2 separate regions of the Sus scrofa genome follow, and region 1 is linked to region 2. The links are chromatin contacts, called in public HiChIP or PLAC-seq maps. All regions are on one chromosome and are shown on one strand. Each heading gives the region's core, a stretch centred on a gene start, on an enhancer-like site or on the middle of the called end of the contact. The rest is flanking DNA. Distances are from core to core; before and after follow the strand shown. Region 1 holds the start of ICA1L (islet cell autoantigen 1-like protein). Region 2 has its middle 42 kb from the start of FAM117B.

Evidence for each region. HiChIP or PLAC-seq counts read pairs in DNA pulled down with a chosen protein or histone mark.
Region 1: an H3K27ac HiChIP or PLAC-seq map of alveolar macrophages shows a contact between it and region 2. The contact joins the promoter of ICA1L here to the enhancer-like site in region 2. A contact is called at or near these places in 1 of 5 promoter capture datasets (liver), 20 of 47 Hi-C or Micro-C datasets (alveolar macrophages, blood, embryonic fibroblasts and 12 more) and 2 of 2 datasets of contacts at active chromatin or transcription factors (alveolar macrophages and skeletal muscle).

The regions. Positions count from the first base shown.
Region 1 is chr15:106,375,157-106,380,572 of Sscrofa11.1, forward strand. ICA1L (islet cell autoantigen 1-like protein) reads right to left here and starts at 2,417. Exons shown (of 13, transcript XM_021075560.1): 1 at 2,307-2,417.
Region 2 is chr15:106,138,340-106,143,935 of Sscrofa11.1, forward strand. No RefSeq gene overlaps it. Among named protein-coding and RNA genes, the nearest start is that of FAM117B, 42 kb to the right of the region's middle. Within about 2 kb of position 4,347, at least 5 of the 83 cell types and tissues checked have an H3K27ac peak or open chromatin away from gene starts, as enhancers often do. A contact at or near this core is called in alveolar macrophages, where this site is marked.

The DNA.
Region 1 (5,416 bases), core at 1,167-3,666, 230 kb after region 2:
GGGATCAAATCCGAAATCTCATGGTTCCTAATTGGATTAGTTTACACTGAGCCACAATGGGAACTTCAAGAAGAAAACTTTTAGCTTTAAATGCCTACATGAAAGGAAAAAAGATACAAAATCAATTATTTATGCTTCCATTTTAAGACGTTAGAAAAAGTGTAGCAAATCCAAAATAGAAGAAATAAAATAATAAAAATAAGAGCAGAAATCAGTAAAACAGAAAACAAGCAAATGGAGAAAATCAACAGTCAAAAGCTGGTTCATTTGAAGACTGATCAAGAAAAAAAGAAATAAAAATATAAATGAGCAATATATGGTGGGCAGGAAGAGAATAGGTGCAGCAGAAAAGGAACCTCAGCTTTACTGGAAATGTTATTTTTATTTAAAAAATATTTGAAAGAAATATGACAATATTAACACAATATTAGTTGTTAATGTTGCCTGTTGTAAAAGTATGTATTGTGGTTCTTTAGCTTTTGGCTTTTTAAAAATCTTAACTATATCCACACAAGAAAAAAATTTAAAAACGTAAAATGTTATTTGCAAATGAGTTAACAGTGTCACAATAATGAGGTATATAGAAGGTGAATATTGGATGCCGGCAGAAATTTGAAAAGTCTGACTTCAGAAAAAAGGAAAAACCTAACAGATGAATGAAAAACCAACACAATGGAAAAAGGTAACATGTCATATTATTAAATAATGAAAGCCAGTTCACATAATGAAATCTTTCCAGTTATAGACATACTGAAAAGTCTTTCACATATTCCATCTGTTGTTGCTAAAGGCAGAGTACTGAGAAAGGTAAACCATAAAAGAAAAGAAAAAAAATTAAATATAGTATGTACCACACAATAAAATAACAAAGCATGCTAGTATAGTAGAACAAAATAATATTGCTTTATATCTGATAGTTAATATTTTGAGATTTGGTCCTAGTTCAGTATTGGTATAAATTTTGCTATATTGTTTTATACTAGATATTTCTAATAAAAATGTGGCTTCCTAGTTTTTCCACCAGTTTCATGTCTGCAGACTGCACTTTTGGACTGGCTGATCTGAGCAACCATCTAACGACAATTACTGGCAATTAGAATAATGTCTTGCACGTTTCAATGTCAATATGCACATCATTCTGCACTATTAAACAGAAATTTCAAAGGACACTGGATGTTAGGCACAGACAACGAATATAATATGATTAAATATATACATACCATTGGTTGCTTATTTGGTCAATAAATGAATAAACAACTCCTACTAAAGGATGAGGCACCTGTGGCTGGCTACTCCATCAATATTGATGTGAAGATGATTAGAGTACTATCACTTTACAGTATGTTGCCTGAGTCAGAACCAATTAAATTAATACATAAATACTTAGAGAAAACCCAAAACCATGGGTAAACGTTATCTTCCCAATAGGCTTTTTCACAGCGACTCATAGTTTAGGAGAGCTTTTAAGTTCTATGTATCAAGATCTATTACATGAAAAACAATCCCACCCCCTCTACTGGCAAATCCACGGCATCGCGGGTTAGTTGCCAGAATGGAGGGATTTTTTCCCCTCTCCATCTTTCTCAGAGTATCAGGTATCTCACCGCTGACAGCATTTGGGCATCTGACCAGGTGAGCTGAGTTTCCACGAGGCGGATGGGTGCCTGGGGCTGGGATAAAGGCCTCAGGCTTCTAGATTTGAGCGCTGAACCCTTCGGGAGCTCGTGCCTTCCGCAGTTCATCTTAAACCGCACATTTACTTATGTTTTGTTTTTGCCCATCGCTAACCGTTTACTTCCTAAAGAAGACATGCCCGTTACAAAATAATGACATGAAAATAAACACGACGTGAAAAGGAGGTCAGCAAGAAAGCACCGCAGGGCCGAGAGCATCTGCCTCTAATGGAAGTTATCTCCATCTATGAGACAAATCACCCAAACAAGCCTCAGGGCCCTGCGCTCTAGCTAACGGGACGAGCGTGGGTGGATGCTCCCTTGGTCCCGAGGCGACCCAGCCAAGCCAAAAACCACTCCTGGCCCTATCTGCCGATACTAAGCCCAGAGGAGCTCCCATCAGGACCTTGTCTGGGAGGGAGGCCGAAGGGCTCATGCTCCCCGAGGCAACCGAGGAGGCCGGCGAGGCCCCAAGTGCCCTCTTGTGCTCAACTCAGGCACCGCCCGCTGCGTCTCCACCTTGGGGCGTCGCCATAGGAACCAAGGGTTTGGCCTCCGGCCCCGACTGGCCTGGGAGGGCGCGGCCCTCCGCCGCCCTGGAGCGTGGGGGTCAGGGGAGCCGCAGACGCTCACCTCGACGCCCGGCCGGGCCGCGACGCGCCGCTCCTCCTCCGCCTCCGGTCGCGCTGGGCGGCGCAGAGGTCGGTCCAGGGCGCCCGTTCCCACGGCCGCCGCCCGCGAGCCCAGCGCCGCTGCCGCCCGGCCGCTCCCGCAGCTGGTGCCCCTCCGCACCAGAGCGTGGAGGTGTCGGGCTCCCGCTGCGGGAGGCGGGAGATTTAAACCCCGCGGCCGGGCGCGCGCAGAAGCCGCACTTTCCACGGCGCTTCGGCTCTCGCGTAACCCCGCGGGGGCCCGACTTTCGGCTGGTTCTTGAAGAAATTCCGGGACCCTCTCAGTTCCTCCTTTCCCGAATTCCTCTTTACTTAATAAAGCGAAACGACAAACACCACACCCCTCAGAACACCAGGATAAGGTATTGAGTAGGAGACCTTCAAGGCGTGAGAAGTGGAGGGAATTCTCCACTCCTTTTCGGAGCCAGGAGCCCGGATCCCTCCCTCCCCGCGCTTCCTCTGAACCGGCACTGCACCTGTCCGGTGCCACCCCTGCGAGAATGTAAGCTTTTGAGCCCTGGTCATTCCTCAGTCCTCAGGCGTTTCTCAGTACCAGCGTGGGCATACAGAAAACATTCACGTGCTATATATATTAAACTTCTATTGAAAGGTTTAGAGGATTAACAGCTGTTAACAACTGGCCTCAAATACGCACATACATAACTCTTGAAAAATCTTCAAGAGTCAAATGTAAAATTTGTGCTTAAAAACCCCGGGGGGGGGGAGTTCCCATCGTGGCTCAGTGGTTAACGAATCCAAATAGGAACCATGAGGTTGTGGGTTCCATCCCTGGCCTTGCTCAGTGGGTTAAGGATCCGGCGTTGCCGTCAGCTGTGGTGTAGGTCGCAGACGCGGCTTGTATGGGGATGTTGCTGTTCTGGTGTAGCCCTGCGGCTACAGCTCCGATTCCACCCGTAGCCTGAGAACCTCCATATGCCGCAGGAAGCGACCCTAGAAAAGGCAAAAAGACAAAAGACCAAAACAAACAAACAAAACCCACGGGGAAAATTGTAGATAAGGCAAAAGTAAAACTGCTATGGGTGTAAAACGACTTATGTCAAAAGTGCTTTCTTTTTAAAGGTGGCTCAAAAAAATATTATCACCTTTCCTAAAACTACAAAATAGAATTAATTGCAACTGTAGCATATAGGTTAGCAAGGAAAAAAAGCTTACACTTCAGGTAATAACTAAGGTCTGTAAGATCATGAAAGAAAAAAAGATGAGGTGAGAGTCTAGAATATTATAAAGCACTTACCTTAAAAACCGGAAAAAAAAGTAGTTTTAGAATAGGAGAAAGGGTAGGTTATTTATAGTACACACACAGCTAATTGAAACTGAAAATATTAAGATGCCTTTAGACCAGGGATTCTTACGTTGAAATATGTAGCGTTTCAAGGTAAATATATGAAATAGTATGCAGAATTTTGGCCTTTTTTTTTTTTTTAAGGAAAAAATCCTCAGGTTTCCTCATATTCTCTCAAGAGTCCAGATTAAAATGGTAAGAATTCTTATTTGCCAAATATGGTGGTTGCTGTTCTTCCTTGGATCTTTCCTGACTGGCTCAGGCCAAGTTTGGTAGTCCCTCCTGAATGCATACGTCTACTCTCATTCAGCAGCTGCACTGTATTATAAGTATTTATCTAGCTCCATTCTTAGATACTGAGTTCCCCCAAAGTGAAAACTGTATGCATTTCCCTAGCCTTCTCTCTCAGCACAGTGTCTAATGCATACTTGGTTCCAAATCAATGTTTATTCAATGAAAAGAAAGATAGCTAATTGACAAGGGAAGGATACAGTATTCATCCGCTGAGAGAAAAGTTCTCCCCAAAGAACAAATGATTCTAGTATGGTAAACAAGGTGACTTTCAGATTATTAATAGGCACCATAGTAAGTTTCTTGGGATATTTTAGACAGTGCTTTTTCCAACAGGAAGTTTAACTCAGGAGGACATTAAATTAATAGCTTCTTCAGCTCAGTCTGAAGTAGAGAAAGGGCCTCTAAGGAACTTAGAACGAAGTCAGCGTAGTAACTCTGGGGCCAGGCCTGTTTTGTTCACTTAATGAGGGAAAATTACCAAAAGGGATCTCCAAACCTCCATATAATGTAGCATTTACACATAATCACTTTCCTTCACATGTCACTAAGAAAAGGGTGCAAGGAGGGGGCCCAGTATAGGAAAGACGTCAGCAAACAAGTTAGAGCTACTGACATTCCAGGGCAGGTCTCCTTACTCATGGTGGTGGGCTGATGAGCAACCATTTAAAGGGCCTTGTACTACTCCCTTAACAAATGAGGCCGCTGCAGTAGTTAAAATTTAGTGTTTCATAAAAACAATATTTTTTTAGAAAATGAAAGGATTAAACACCACTAAAATACTTTATATGGGAGAACTTAATTTCATTAGTAAGTACAAAGAGGAGTTCCCATTGTAGCTCAAGGGGATAAGGACCTGACATTATCTCTGTGAGGATGCAGGTTTGATCTTTGGCCTTACTCGGTAGATTAAGGTTTTGGCATCGTGGCAAGCTGCAGCGTAGTTTGTAGATGCGGCTCAGATCTGGTGTTGTCGTGGCTGTGGCAGTAGGCCACAGATATAGCTCCGATTTGACTCCTGGCCCAGGAACTTCTGTATACTGCAGGTGTGGCCATAAAAATAAAAAAACAAACAATGAAAAAGAAATACATTTATAGAACTGCTGTTTTATTTCCTATCAACTTATTAACAGACTTATTGTAGTATAAATAGTGTTTTCCTCCATTGTATGCTTCTACAAGCTAACTTAAAGATCGTTACATGGCTTGATGTGTGAAGCTCCACAAATTTGGGATCCCAACCTGGAGTCCTGATTTTCTCAGGGAGCAATGATACAGAGAGCAGTGATCTTTACTTTTATTTTTGCACCAAGCAAACCTCTGGTTAATCTCCCCAATGAAATCTCAATTCATGTTAGAAAACATTAGGAATTCTACCCTTTTGTAGTGTTTTACTTTGAAGGATTAGAGATCTGTTGAACCTGATGTCATGGAGCCTGACATCATGGACATAGCTCCATTTCTTCAAGGTGTTCCAC
Region 2 (5,596 bases), core at 3,097-5,596:
AAAAACTTCAATTGGTAGCAAAAAAGCAATTAGATACAGTTGAATACTTACAGTGTTTGTTGCACACACAGTTCATTTATTGTTTCATCTTCTGATTTGATTTCATTTATGTAGATATAATATCATTTCATTAATCATAAAGACTTTCCCAGTTCTATAATTATTGACTAGAGGGAAATGACTCAACAAATTGGCTACATGTTGCAGCATATTTAGGCCTAGAGTTGAAGCACAGTCTTCAAACCATTTCTGTTCTTTGGTTAAATGGTTATACAGGATGGGACAAATCATTTCATTTTGTTTTGCTTTTAATAGGAGAACTTGGTAAAGTAGTTCCTCTGAGTTAAAATGTTCTCAACATAATTTATCATTTTTAAACTGTCTTCTCAAAGTGAACTAGTGAGTTTATAGCTTTAGTAATAGTTTGGATGGTTTTGAGAAGGTAACCTATGGTAATCTATTTAGCACACTGTCAGATCCAAATAGAATTTTTCCTTCAGACAATTTCAAGCTCCAAATTGGTAAACTGTATACTTAAAATCCTTGCAGTGAAGTCATTTGTAACCAGTCTCTCGTCTCGGGCTCTCTGTCTTATTACCAGTCCTTTTAAGTTTGATAGGGAAACATTAAGTAAAAAACTTAATTACTAAAAAATAAAATTCAAAGTTTAACATTGAATTGCTTAGCTTCTGTGGCTTTTCCTTTTCTGGTCACACTTATTTATTTAAACAGTTTTTGTATGCTTTGTCATGTTTCCATGGAGATTATATTGTGTAAGTGTTTGTATAAGCTGGAATCATCCTTAATTTTCTGTTGATAATTTTTCAAATGACGATAAGTGGATAATTGTAAAATACACTAACTCTTAGGGTGTTGTAGTAGCTGAAACATGGAAATGTGTAGCTGCCATGCTTTTTCTGAATGGACAGGAGAAACATAAGCTACATACGGAGTATTCATTTCTGAGGATGCTTTTCTATAATACGAAAGGCTGAAAAATATTGGCAATTCCTCAGAACCCTCTTTCTTGTTAACGGGTATCTTTTGTTGGTGTGTTTTGCTCTTACATTACCAATAGAATATCATATATGAATTTATGAATAATTACTTTCAGTTATTTTGCTTTTGTATAAGCTGTCTGAGACCTTGCTATGCTGTACAAGTTGTGTTTGATGGATCGGTGTGAGTATGAAATAAAGCAGCTCACTTTTCTTTTGTATTATCTATGGATGCCACTATGAAAGCTGACATTAAGCCACTAAAGAGTTTTCTATGAATAATTGTAAGTAAATGCTTTGATATATATAAACTTAAAAAAAGATTGTATTGATACAGAGACATTGGAGAAGGAGATTTTAAGACAGTTCTTTAGGTTTAAAAAAGGCTTGCTGTAAAATGGTGCATTATTCCATTTATTAAAGATCATATTAATGACAACAGTGATTGTATCTTTTGATTTTATGAGGTCACCAAAAATTGTGGTGGTTAGTGTGGTATTTTAGTTTCCTTTGCACCAGAATAGTAAATGTTCCATATAATATGACTAATTACTCACTGTTGTACATCATAAAAAGTCAACTAACATTAGAACAATAGTTGCACACTCGCTATATGCCAGGCACTGTGTTAGTTATTTTACATATTTTGATAGCTCTGATAGCACATGCATATTATTATTTCTATTTTGTAAATTAAAAACTAGGCTCAGAGAGGTTAAAACTTTGCCAAAATCCACAGAACTGCAAAGATGAGATTCTAATTATTTTCTATTTTGCTTTGAACTACAGTTTTCAATTTCTGATTATAGGAAGAGAAATTCAAAAATAAAAATGGAAATGATCCAGCAGCTAAATAAAATAGCCAGAAATATATGCGAAGTAATTTGAGATTACTGAAAAGATAGCAGGTACCAAAACAACTATCTCTCTTGACCTGATACTGCATTTATGCTTCACATTGTCAAATGATTATTTCAATTAGACATTTGTATTTTTAGAAGGCCTTATTAAAATGGAATATGAGTTTGTGAAGGCAACACATTGTTTTTCATTCTAGATCACACAATATATTTGTTGTGTCCTAGAGCAGAATCCACAGGACAACCGTGTTTTAAGAGTGCTGAATCACTCTTATCTAGAATCCAAGAGAATTTTTGTTTGAGGAAAAGCATGGTCTACTCCTATAAACTCTGTTTTCACCTTAAATAATGTTGTAGGGGTAATAGATTTGGGGTACCTTTTCATTTGACTCACATGCCCATTCTTTCAATATAATGTTACACGTACATTATATTGTAGGAACCCATTGGCTAATAATATTCAAGAGGATAAATAAATGTCTTTAGAGAAAATAAAGTGACCTGGAAGGAATATGTAATAATGACCTGCTAAACCTTTCAACAACAACTTACTACAAGTAAAATTACTCTCATTTACACCAATGCCTATCTGATCTGTCTTCCTTCTTCGTTTTGTTTTTGGTGTCTTTTTGTTTGTTTTTGTTTTTTAGGGCTCCACCCACGGCATATGAAGTTCCCAGGCCAGGGGTAGGATCAGAGCAACAGCTCCCAGCCTATACCACAGCCATAGCAACACCAGATCCTAGCTGCGTCTGCGACCTACACCACAGCTCACAGCAACACTGGATCCTTAACCCCTAAGCAAGGCTAGAGATCAAACACGCATCCTCATGGATACTCGTCAGATTCATTTCTGCTGGGATGGGAAGAAATGGGAACTCCCTATCTTCCTGGTTTATATACTTCCCTGCAAAGGACAAGCTTAGCTAGTAACTAATCTCCCTCTTTATTTGCTAGTGTTTCTCAAATTACAAGCCAAATTCTAGATTTGGGCAGCTTTCATTTTATTGATATAATGTATTATTACTCACTTTTTTGAAATTGAATCATTATGCTGTGCTGAGAAATACCAAAGATTCCTTCCTCCAGGAACTTAAGCCATCTTGGAAGGAGAGACGGCCCACCCAGGATGTAACCCAGGTTACATCCAAACGAGATGATATGTGAGTGCCCAAATAAGTGGTAAATGGTATGTTTTGAAGAGCCAAGGAAGACTTAAATGAGGAAGTGATTACTGAGCAGGGTCTTGAAGGGCCAGGTGGGATTTCAGTAGGAAAAATGAAGGCAGAATATATCAAGTTACTAGAAATATAGAAGAATAGGGACTTGAAATACAGCAGAACTTGAAATAAAGCAGAACATGTAGAACCAAACAGATTTTGAAAGCCAGACCCACCCAGCTTCTAGACTAGCTGTAATGGGCAATAGGGAGGCCAAAGTTTCTTGGGAAGGAAAGACCTTGATTAGAAGTAATTTGAAGAAGTTTGGGCTGAACAGATACGCAGGACGGTTTAGAAAGCAGTGATTGGATGGGGGACCTGAGAGCAACCGCAAGCAAAAAACAATTGCAGTTGTGATCAGTAAATTCCTTTTTTAAAGGGGCATCAAAAAAATTTTCTTTTTTTTTTTTTTCCTTTTTAGGGCTGCACCTGCCACATATAGAAGTTCCAGGGCTTGGGGTCAAATCGGAGCTACAGCTACTGGCCTATGCCACGGCCACAGCACTGCTGGATCCAAGCCACGTCTGTGACCTACACCACAGTTCACAGTAACGCCAGATCCTTAACCCAGTGAGCGAGGCCAGGGATCCAACCCACATCCTCATGGATACCAGTCGTATTTATTTCGGCTGCACCACAACGGGAACTCCTCAGAAAACTTTTCTGAACACCTATTCTGTAGCAAGCACTTTAATAGGAGATAAAACATACAGGCCCTCCTCAAGTTGCTCACAGTAGATTTGGAGAAAATTATAGAACAGATTATAAATTTTGTGACATTGAAAACCAGGTGTATTATAGATGCAGATGGCAAGGATACCTAATCCAGTCTCAATGAGTCAGAGGCAATTTCTCCTTTTGAGATAACTTTCCTGACTGTCTTAAAATATAAGTAGGAATTAGGAGGTGAACAATGGACTGCTAAGCAGAAATTGCAGCACCCACAAAGCCCTGGAATCTGGACAAGGTAGAGCTTTTTCTAGGGGGTAGGAGGATGTTATTTGGGAGTAGAGTTTGGAATGCTAAGTGAACGTATGGAGAGAGAAGACCCGGAGGAACCCAGGGGACCCAGACAGGACTCTTATCACAGAAGGGCTAGCATACTAGGCTGGGAGTTTGGAAGTCACGGAAGGATTCAAGCAGGGAGGTCTCAAATTAGATAACTCAGCTGGTAGTGTAAAGAATGAGTTGAGAGGAATGGAGACTGGTATGGCACTGGTGAGAGATAATGAGAGGCTGAACCAAGGTTGAGTCAGTGATAGTAAGAAAGAGGAAGCAGACTGGGAGCAGACTGGGTCAGGGTTAAAGAGGAACCTCAAGGAAATGTGCAGCTAACAGAGGGAACTGCTTTTATAGGTTTTAATATAGAACAGTTTTGATACCGTGTGTTCAAGTTTTGGTTCCAAAAATACATGCAGACACCTTTCACCTACTGTCTGGAGAAATGCTTCAAGAACAGAACCTTCCTAGGTAAGTTACACACAAGTTAAATTTGATCTTTCTGACTGAGTGTGTTCTTAGACCAGCTTGTTGCACATAGTATTGTACTGGGATATTTTGGGGGTTACCCTGACCCTGCCTTTTAAAAATGAGTGTCAAAAGCAGCCTTAAGAAGATATCCTGGGGAGCTCTCTTTTTGCTCAGCAGGTTAAGGAGCTGGTGTTGTCTCTGCAGCAGCTCGAGTTACTGACGTGGCACAGGTTTGATCCCTGGCCCAGGAACTTCTGCTTGCCTCGGGTGCAGCCAAAAACAGACAAACAAACGAAAAGATATCCTAAAGTGGTGAATGGTGGAAAGAGAGTGAGGAGGTTGTACTGATTGTAGATAAATGATCTTCCAAGAAATGCCACCCTTCTCTAGCCTGGTATTTCCCTCTCATCAAGTCCTTAACCAGCTTAACTTCCCAACACTGGAGCTCTTCCCTTCTCCTCTACTTAATTAGAAAGGAAGGTAGAAAAACCCAGAAAATATTTCCTATTCAAGGAAACAACATCCCAAGTGTGTGTTTAATCTTTTTGGTAATTGTAATAGATGGGACGGATAAGAAGTAAGTTTTCCTTTGCTTAGCAAATTTTTCACAGATTGAACCAATCAATTTATTGAAGATACCAGGGAAAATATGACATTTAAGGAAATATAAGAAAACAGCTTTTTTTTTCTTTAGATGTCATACAGAACTTCAGAATAACCTAGGTTTTTTTACGGCAAAAAATTTTTAATTTCTTTTTTTTGTCTTTTCTAGGCCCACTCCCGAGGCATATGGAGGTTCCCAGGCAGGGGTCTAATCGGAGCTGAGGCTGCTGGCCTACACCAGAGCCACAGCAACTCAGGATCCGAGCCGCATCTGCGACCTACACCTCATGGCAACGCCAGATCCTTAACCTACTGAACGAGTCCAGGGATCTAACCTGAAACTTCATGGTTCCTAGTCGGGTTCATTAACCACTGAGCCACAATGGGAACTCACTTTAATTTTTATAAAATTCACTTTCCATGACACCAGTGATGCCTTCTGGAA